Linked DNA regions of Gossypium hirsutum: region 2 is linked to region 1. Evidence: chromatin contacts called from public Hi-C data. All regions are on one chromosome and are shown on one strand. The core of a region is the stretch at or near the end of the contact, and the rest is flanking DNA. Distances in the headings are between cores, read along the strand shown. Region 1 has its middle 22 kb from the start of LOC107952550. Region 2 has its middle 5.0 kb from the start of LOC107951305.

Region 1 (3,294 bases), core at 206-2,705:
TTGAAACAATTTTTTTAAGTGTTTTGCTAGCCTTTGAAATGCTTTGAAAATATTTGATCACCAAATGACCTAATTAATAAAATTGATCTTAAATGTTTGATCACCAATGCATTCTTTGTTGTAGGGGTTATGAAAATAGGAATCATCTCTCTTTTTTTTTTAGTGTAATTTTCCTAAGAAAGTTTAGTGTGAAGTAGTGATTGCTTGGTGTGCTTATATTTACTTGATTTGGAGCTGGGAGAAGAATAGAAGGCAGTTTTTATTGACTAGGGTATTATAGAGTAATTGCATTGTATAAAGGGGTGAAACCAAAAAACATTTTGGGGGGCCACATGAAATTTTAGTTTTTAATAGTTTATATATTTATAATTTTTAAAGGATTAAATTAAATTTTTATAATTTTTAGAGGTTCAAAGTACAATTTTACCTTTATTAATTTAAATTTTAAAAAAAATATAAAAGACCTAAATAGAAATTTTCTATTTTAGGGCATCGGGGCACTTAGATTAGGGTCTGATTGAGTAGGATATAAGCAGATCCGTTTTTCTTTTGCAAATTGATTTTTGTAGCAGACCTATGCTTCTTTTGTATATTAAACATATAGATGTAGATTATACACAGCTTCAACATCTAAATATCACTTTTTTTTTGAAAAAACTGAAAATTAAAAATTAAAATGATATTTAAAATATCTTAATTTATTGAATTAAATATATAATAAAGAAAAATTACAAAAAAAACATGATTATTTATATTAAGGAAAATTAAAAGATTAGTTTATCCTTAAATTATATTAATATTATATTGAATATTAGGGTGGGTTTAGATGGGCGGTGATGTACAGTGTGGTGTGTTTAACTTACTTTTTGTCTTATACTACAGTATCGTTATAGTATCTAATCTCACCATCACTACTGTTTTTACACTAACTGCAAATAAACGCATCGCTCATCCAAATCCATCTTCATCGGTCGTCCAAACCCGGAAATGTTCCTAAGAAATTAACTGGCAAATTATAATAACCTAATTGTGTAAACGAGCCTTACAGGATTTTCCACCATTTTCAGGCGAAACAAATAGAAAGAATACCAGAGAAACAATACTGATTATTAAAACAGTGCAGTAATTGTCGTGTCCTTTAGTAGGAAATAAAGATTCTATGCTTCTCTTTACTCTTTGCCTGTAAATTCCAAAGAAAAATGGAACATAACAAAAGGAAACGGAAATGGAAAAGAGATTCGATTGTTGACCTAAAAACACAAGTTGCAAATAATACACAGGCGACAAAAGGGACAGACATTATCAAAGTGTCACTCTCAGTTTAATACTTTGAAATAACCTTAGTTTATGTCTTGTTAAACTTCCAAGTCTTATGGGGGCACGTGGTTGGCTAACACAGTGTCAAAGATGGGGGCACGTGGTCGGCTAACACAGTGTCAAAGTTCTCTCCACCTTTCGATCAATGAACCAGCAGTTGACGTTTGACAAAAAATTACTGAAGTGGAGAATGGGATGCTAATGTTGTTCCCTTCATATTCGTTGCCGTAAAGACAAGTGGGATATTGAAAATCTTTACCTTAGTTTTCTAGGGTCTGTTTGTTGCTGCCTTGAACACGAAATCATTGAACAATGTGCCATTATAATTTGTTTTGTATTGTCACGATTAATAAGACAAGTGACATAGACTAAGTCAACGATTATGTTATGTAATGCTTATGAGGCTTATGCAATGGATAACCAAATGACTTAGGGTAAAAAAGAGGTCCGACTCACACACATCACAAATCCACATGCATGTTGTAAGTAGGATACCCGGCCCGACCCGTTTCTTTTTTGTGACGAGAATGAGATAAAGATGGTGACAATGTCGAGAACAACATATAAAACAAAAAATAATGGTGTTGTGTCTCTCAACCGTGAAGAAAACATTAAATGAGAATAATAGTGTAGATTTTTGTTTAGTCTATAAGTCTAGTTTCGAGGCATCTTTATGGTAGAGAGGCCCAAGCGTTGAAAAGAGATCTCTTTCTGTCCCAAACAAATAAAATTTTAGGGTTAATTCCATCCAAAATTTCTAAACTTTCGTCGAGATTTTCAACAATTGTAGTTAAGCCCTGTGTTAAATGTTGTTGTGAATATGAAAGTAAATAGTAATTAAAAAATACCGAACAAATTGAAAATTCATATGGTATTAATTGCATAGACAATTTAAAGTTTAAGAGTGTTTCATATGCTTAACCATTAGTTTAGGTGATAAATGTCACTTGAATTTGTCAGGGTCATATTTAAAACAATGAGCCAATTTGTAAAATGTGTTATTATTATATGGATAGAAGTGTCGATAAATTTTAGAGAGTTATTTTTTTTAATATGTTATATTCAAGTTGTACATACAGTAGGTACAAATATATTTATAATTTAATCCACATGTTTTAAATATGATCGGTATCATATCTGAAATGATATTTAACATCTAAATTGACAGTTATTCGATGGAAAATTTCATTGATATAAAACTGATATTTCAAGAGCTATATTATATTTATATTTACATAATTTAGTAAATAATCCAAAAATAACATACAATAATTTGATTTACCGCAATTTTTTCACTTGATTTCTTTGTTGAAAATTGTCCCAATTTTGTCAAGTACGTGAAAAAAATAGTTAAAAAAAATTTATTGTTATTGATTAATTAAAAATAATTAAAAAAAAACCTTATCTGGTCTTCTTTTGGTATACATGGTAAAGTCGACAAAGGATTATATAATAAATTTTGGGCTCCACTTTCTTTGGCCAATACATTATATTAAACTCCAGCTATTGAATAAACCATTTGATTAATAATGTAAAAGCATAAGTGGCTAGAATTACAGGGAATGGGTTTACCGACGGTATGGTACGTGATTATGGAAAAAATTGGATCTTAGAGTTTAATTAATATTTAGGTTGATATACACATTTTGAAGTTGAACTCTAGGGTATTTTAGATGGGATATTCGTTTTGCTAAGTAAATGTTATAAACGGGCCACAATAAATCTAATAACCCAAATGTGGTCAAAGCCTTGATTAGTAATGGGTTAGATGATTTAGATATTACAGTGCTTAGGAAGGTCCAGCAAATTTTGAAATCTAAAGGATAATAGTGGATTAGGTATATACTTAAAGAAAACAATATAATTGAAAATAGTTTGCTAAGCAAGATTTAACATGGAAGTCATGCTTACATGTCCTAATAAAATTAATTTTTTAAATAAAATTATATTTGAAAACTATAAATGAATTTCAAAGTA
Region 2 (3,364 bases), core at 125-2,624, 140 kb before region 1:
TCAATATTTATGCTTAGCATATAATCTCTTCACCTTTTTTTCCTATAGTAGTATGAGTTAATTTCATTGGATAATTTGAATATAACAAGATAAAAAAAAGAAAGTATTGTCAATAGAATTTAGAAAGATTAATGTTACACAGTTTGATAATACGATCGTGTGATAAATTTTGATTAATTGTACTTTTGACCCACATAGTCACAGTGAATTACACGGTTTGTTCGCACAGTCGTGTGATCCTAGTTTCACACAGTCTCAACCTTTCACATGGTCAGAGAACACGGCCGTGTGACTCCTGTTTACAAAATTTTCTTATCTTTTTGTATTTGCTTCAAATTGATCCCTTATTAATACCGGGTTAATCTAAAGCTTTCGTAAGCTCGACTTAAACCTAAATTTGGTTGTATCGCATGTTATATTTCTTGATCATATTTGACAAATTGATATTGAACTAAAATTTTGAGTTTTGAATTGCATGTAAATATTTCATAATTGTCTATAGCACTCTATTACTCGGATTTGGTGACTGGACCAGGTAAGGGGTGTTATATTTAGTGTAACATTGTTAGATTTAAGTTATTTAAGTAGAAAATATATACACCTTTACAATTTGATTTACATTTTTTTAATGGTAACTCAAATCTAAAGTAAAAATATTTAAAATATTAAAACTGAGTTTGACCCATATTTTAAATGGACTTAGTTTTTTTGTTTAATCTAATATTTTAATTTTGATATTTTTGTCTAGCTATCATGTGGGGGCGAAGCTAAATTTTTTTTTCCTAGGGGACCAGAATTGAATTGTATAATTTTATGAGAACTAAAATGTAATTTTACAATTTCAATAATTTATATTTTTATAATTTTTAAAAAATTAAATAAACATTTTATCAATTGAAAGTTCAAAGTACAATTGAGGAAACTTGAATTTCCCATATTTGGGAGTGGAGCCCCTACCACCGCACCAGCTGTCATGTAATGGCCAAACTTGATCGATATTGATACTTTATAAACTTAAATTGAAACATTTTGAAATTCCAACAATAATCTACCGTAAAATTAACTCAAATCATTATCATTATTTTGCCTGGTGGAGGGAAAAAAGAAAAGTAGAAAATGACATCCTTTCAATCATATTTGCTAAGATGATGAAAAAAAGTGAAAAAAAAGTTTTGAGTAGGCCCTTTTGTCAATGGCCTAACTATTGTTTGCCCTACATATCAGTAAAAGCTTTGGGCAAACAGTGAAACTACCAGATACCATATGAAGTTTCTTTGTGTCAACGACAAAAGCAGACCCCTCATCCGACATTTCACAGTTGAGCTACACGTGGGTTTTTCTAGATCTCCATGTTTATTGACCCATTATACCTGTCGGCCCAAATAATTAATTTGGGCTCTTTTGCTTGTCTTACAGGTTGTTATTATCAAATGGGGCATCCTCATAGCCTTTAATCCTATTGGCATGGTTTTAAAAGTTGATGGTACATTTTTGTTTTGGTCATGGGAGGCCCATAAACATCATCTTCATCATGTCTGTGTTATATAACAAAAATCTTTGGACAATACATATAGACTTTTCGTAGGTATCCTTTGTAACTTGTTTAATGAGTAAATCTAAGCATTAACTGCCATATCAAATCTCAATTATCGTGCCTTATTTAAAATGATTCAAGCATATCATAATGTCACTCTACTTAAGCCTATAGCATCATGTTCTTTTTCAATTGATCACATGTTCAATAGGTTTTTTAACCTTTCTTTTGGTTTTCTTTGTCCGTTCTTTTTTATTCTCATATTTTTTTCTCTGTTATTATATTGATTTGTTTCTGAGAATCAAACATGACCACTTACCACAAACCCGTCAAAAACAACTTGACACATAATACCTTAAGATAGAGGACGACAAATATATAAGGCCTGCAGCATAAGAAGCAACCCAAGCAAACCTACAATCCTCACTTTTCTCCCATTCAATCCTAAGGCTCTCTCTATTCTCCTTCTCATCACCACTCTAATCATCTTATTCGACGATTCTTTATCTTTATATCAATAGTATAAATAGTGAATAAGGAGTTAGATGGTAGCCTATCTCTTCAATCCTCCTAATAACTTAAATGCAACACAACAGATTAGTCAAAATGTAGATCCTAATTCTACCAAGTGCCACACACCTGCACTTAAATATGTACACACAATGTATATTTAGCAATCCCTATTTGTTATTATCAATATAGTATTTTAACAACATAGTTATCATTATCATCATAATGCAAATAGAATATAATTAACCATCCAACCTAAAGTTAGAGTGACCCAAAATAATTGTCAAACTTGCAAGTTAATATTTGATACATGATACATTGACAATGTATTTTTCTATTCTACAGGTAGTCTTCAAAAATTGTCATATATCTTTTTTTTTAATATTTATTTTTTTAAATATATTCATACTTAATTAGAGACCAAAATAAATCTAAACATGACCTATATATAATGAATCTTAAACCCTAAAAAATAGGATAAAAAACCAACAAATAATATTTGTTCTTGATACTCAAACTTGAATCATCAAAACTACCCTACTTTTTGTTTGTTAATCCACATAACACCTTCACATTTTGATCACATTGTTATTATTTTTTTCATACAAACATCATAAATGTATCAACTTTGTTCATTGAATTAGCTCTTTCAATTATTGTTTATGGAATATTATTAAAATATGAGTCATCTCATGATTATGGGGCAGGCAAAAATGAAACACACCTACTAATTAAATTGACAGTTAATAAATAAGGCGTGTAGGTCCATTACCAACCTTTCGCTTTGCTTTGCATGTACTAGTAGTGGAGTGGTTAACATCCAAAACTTTTTATGCCCTTTTTTATTAGTTTCTATTTACTAATAATCTCACCATTGTCATCATCATCCAGAAATGCTGCAAAATCCCCTTAAAAGCTGATGAATTAATCAAAATGCTTGTATCAGCTGCTAATTTTTTATTATAAAGTTTTTATATCAAACATATATATATATTATAAGCAACTAAAACCGCAGCTCTCCTTTTCTTCTAAATACCAGTCACATTTGAAAAAAAAGGAAAAGTTTAAGATCAATGGGATTTCTATATATATTTATACTATAATTGAGTTGATGTCACGAGTTAATCAAATATTAATTTAGTTAGTAATTATTAAAATTATATTGATTAACAAAATAAATTATTATATTATAGCAAGAGTATTTTTTTTATATAAAATCAATAAAAACCCAACAATATATAAAATTTTCTATAAATATAGTTTTGGTTGAAAGAATGAACGATGAAGAGTCTCGGGTTCAAATCTTGTCATATGTATGTA

Evidence for each region. Hi-C and Micro-C count contacts between places; a contact is called where the count stands out from the background.
Region 2: a Hi-C map of leaf shows a contact between it and region 1, with 2.4 times the contacts expected there. The contact joins two enhancer-like sites. A contact is called at or near these places in 4 of 34 Hi-C or Micro-C datasets (leaf and seedling).

Annotation. Positions count from the first base shown.
Region 1 is chrA12:84,296,777-84,300,070 of Gossypium_hirsutum_v2.1, reverse strand. No RefSeq gene overlaps it. Among protein-coding and RNA genes, the nearest start is that of LOC107952550, 22 kb to the right of the region's middle. Within about 2 kb of position 1,455, at least 2 of the 9 cell types and tissues checked have an H3K27ac peak or open chromatin away from gene starts, as enhancers often do. A contact at or near this core is called in leaf, where this site is marked.
Region 2 is chrA12:84,432,056-84,435,419 of Gossypium_hirsutum_v2.1, reverse strand. No RefSeq gene overlaps it. Among protein-coding and RNA genes, the nearest start is that of LOC107951305, 5.0 kb to the left of the region's middle. Within about 2 kb of position 1,374, at least 3 of the 9 cell types and tissues checked have an H3K27ac peak or open chromatin away from gene starts, as enhancers often do. A contact at or near this core is called in leaf, where this site is marked.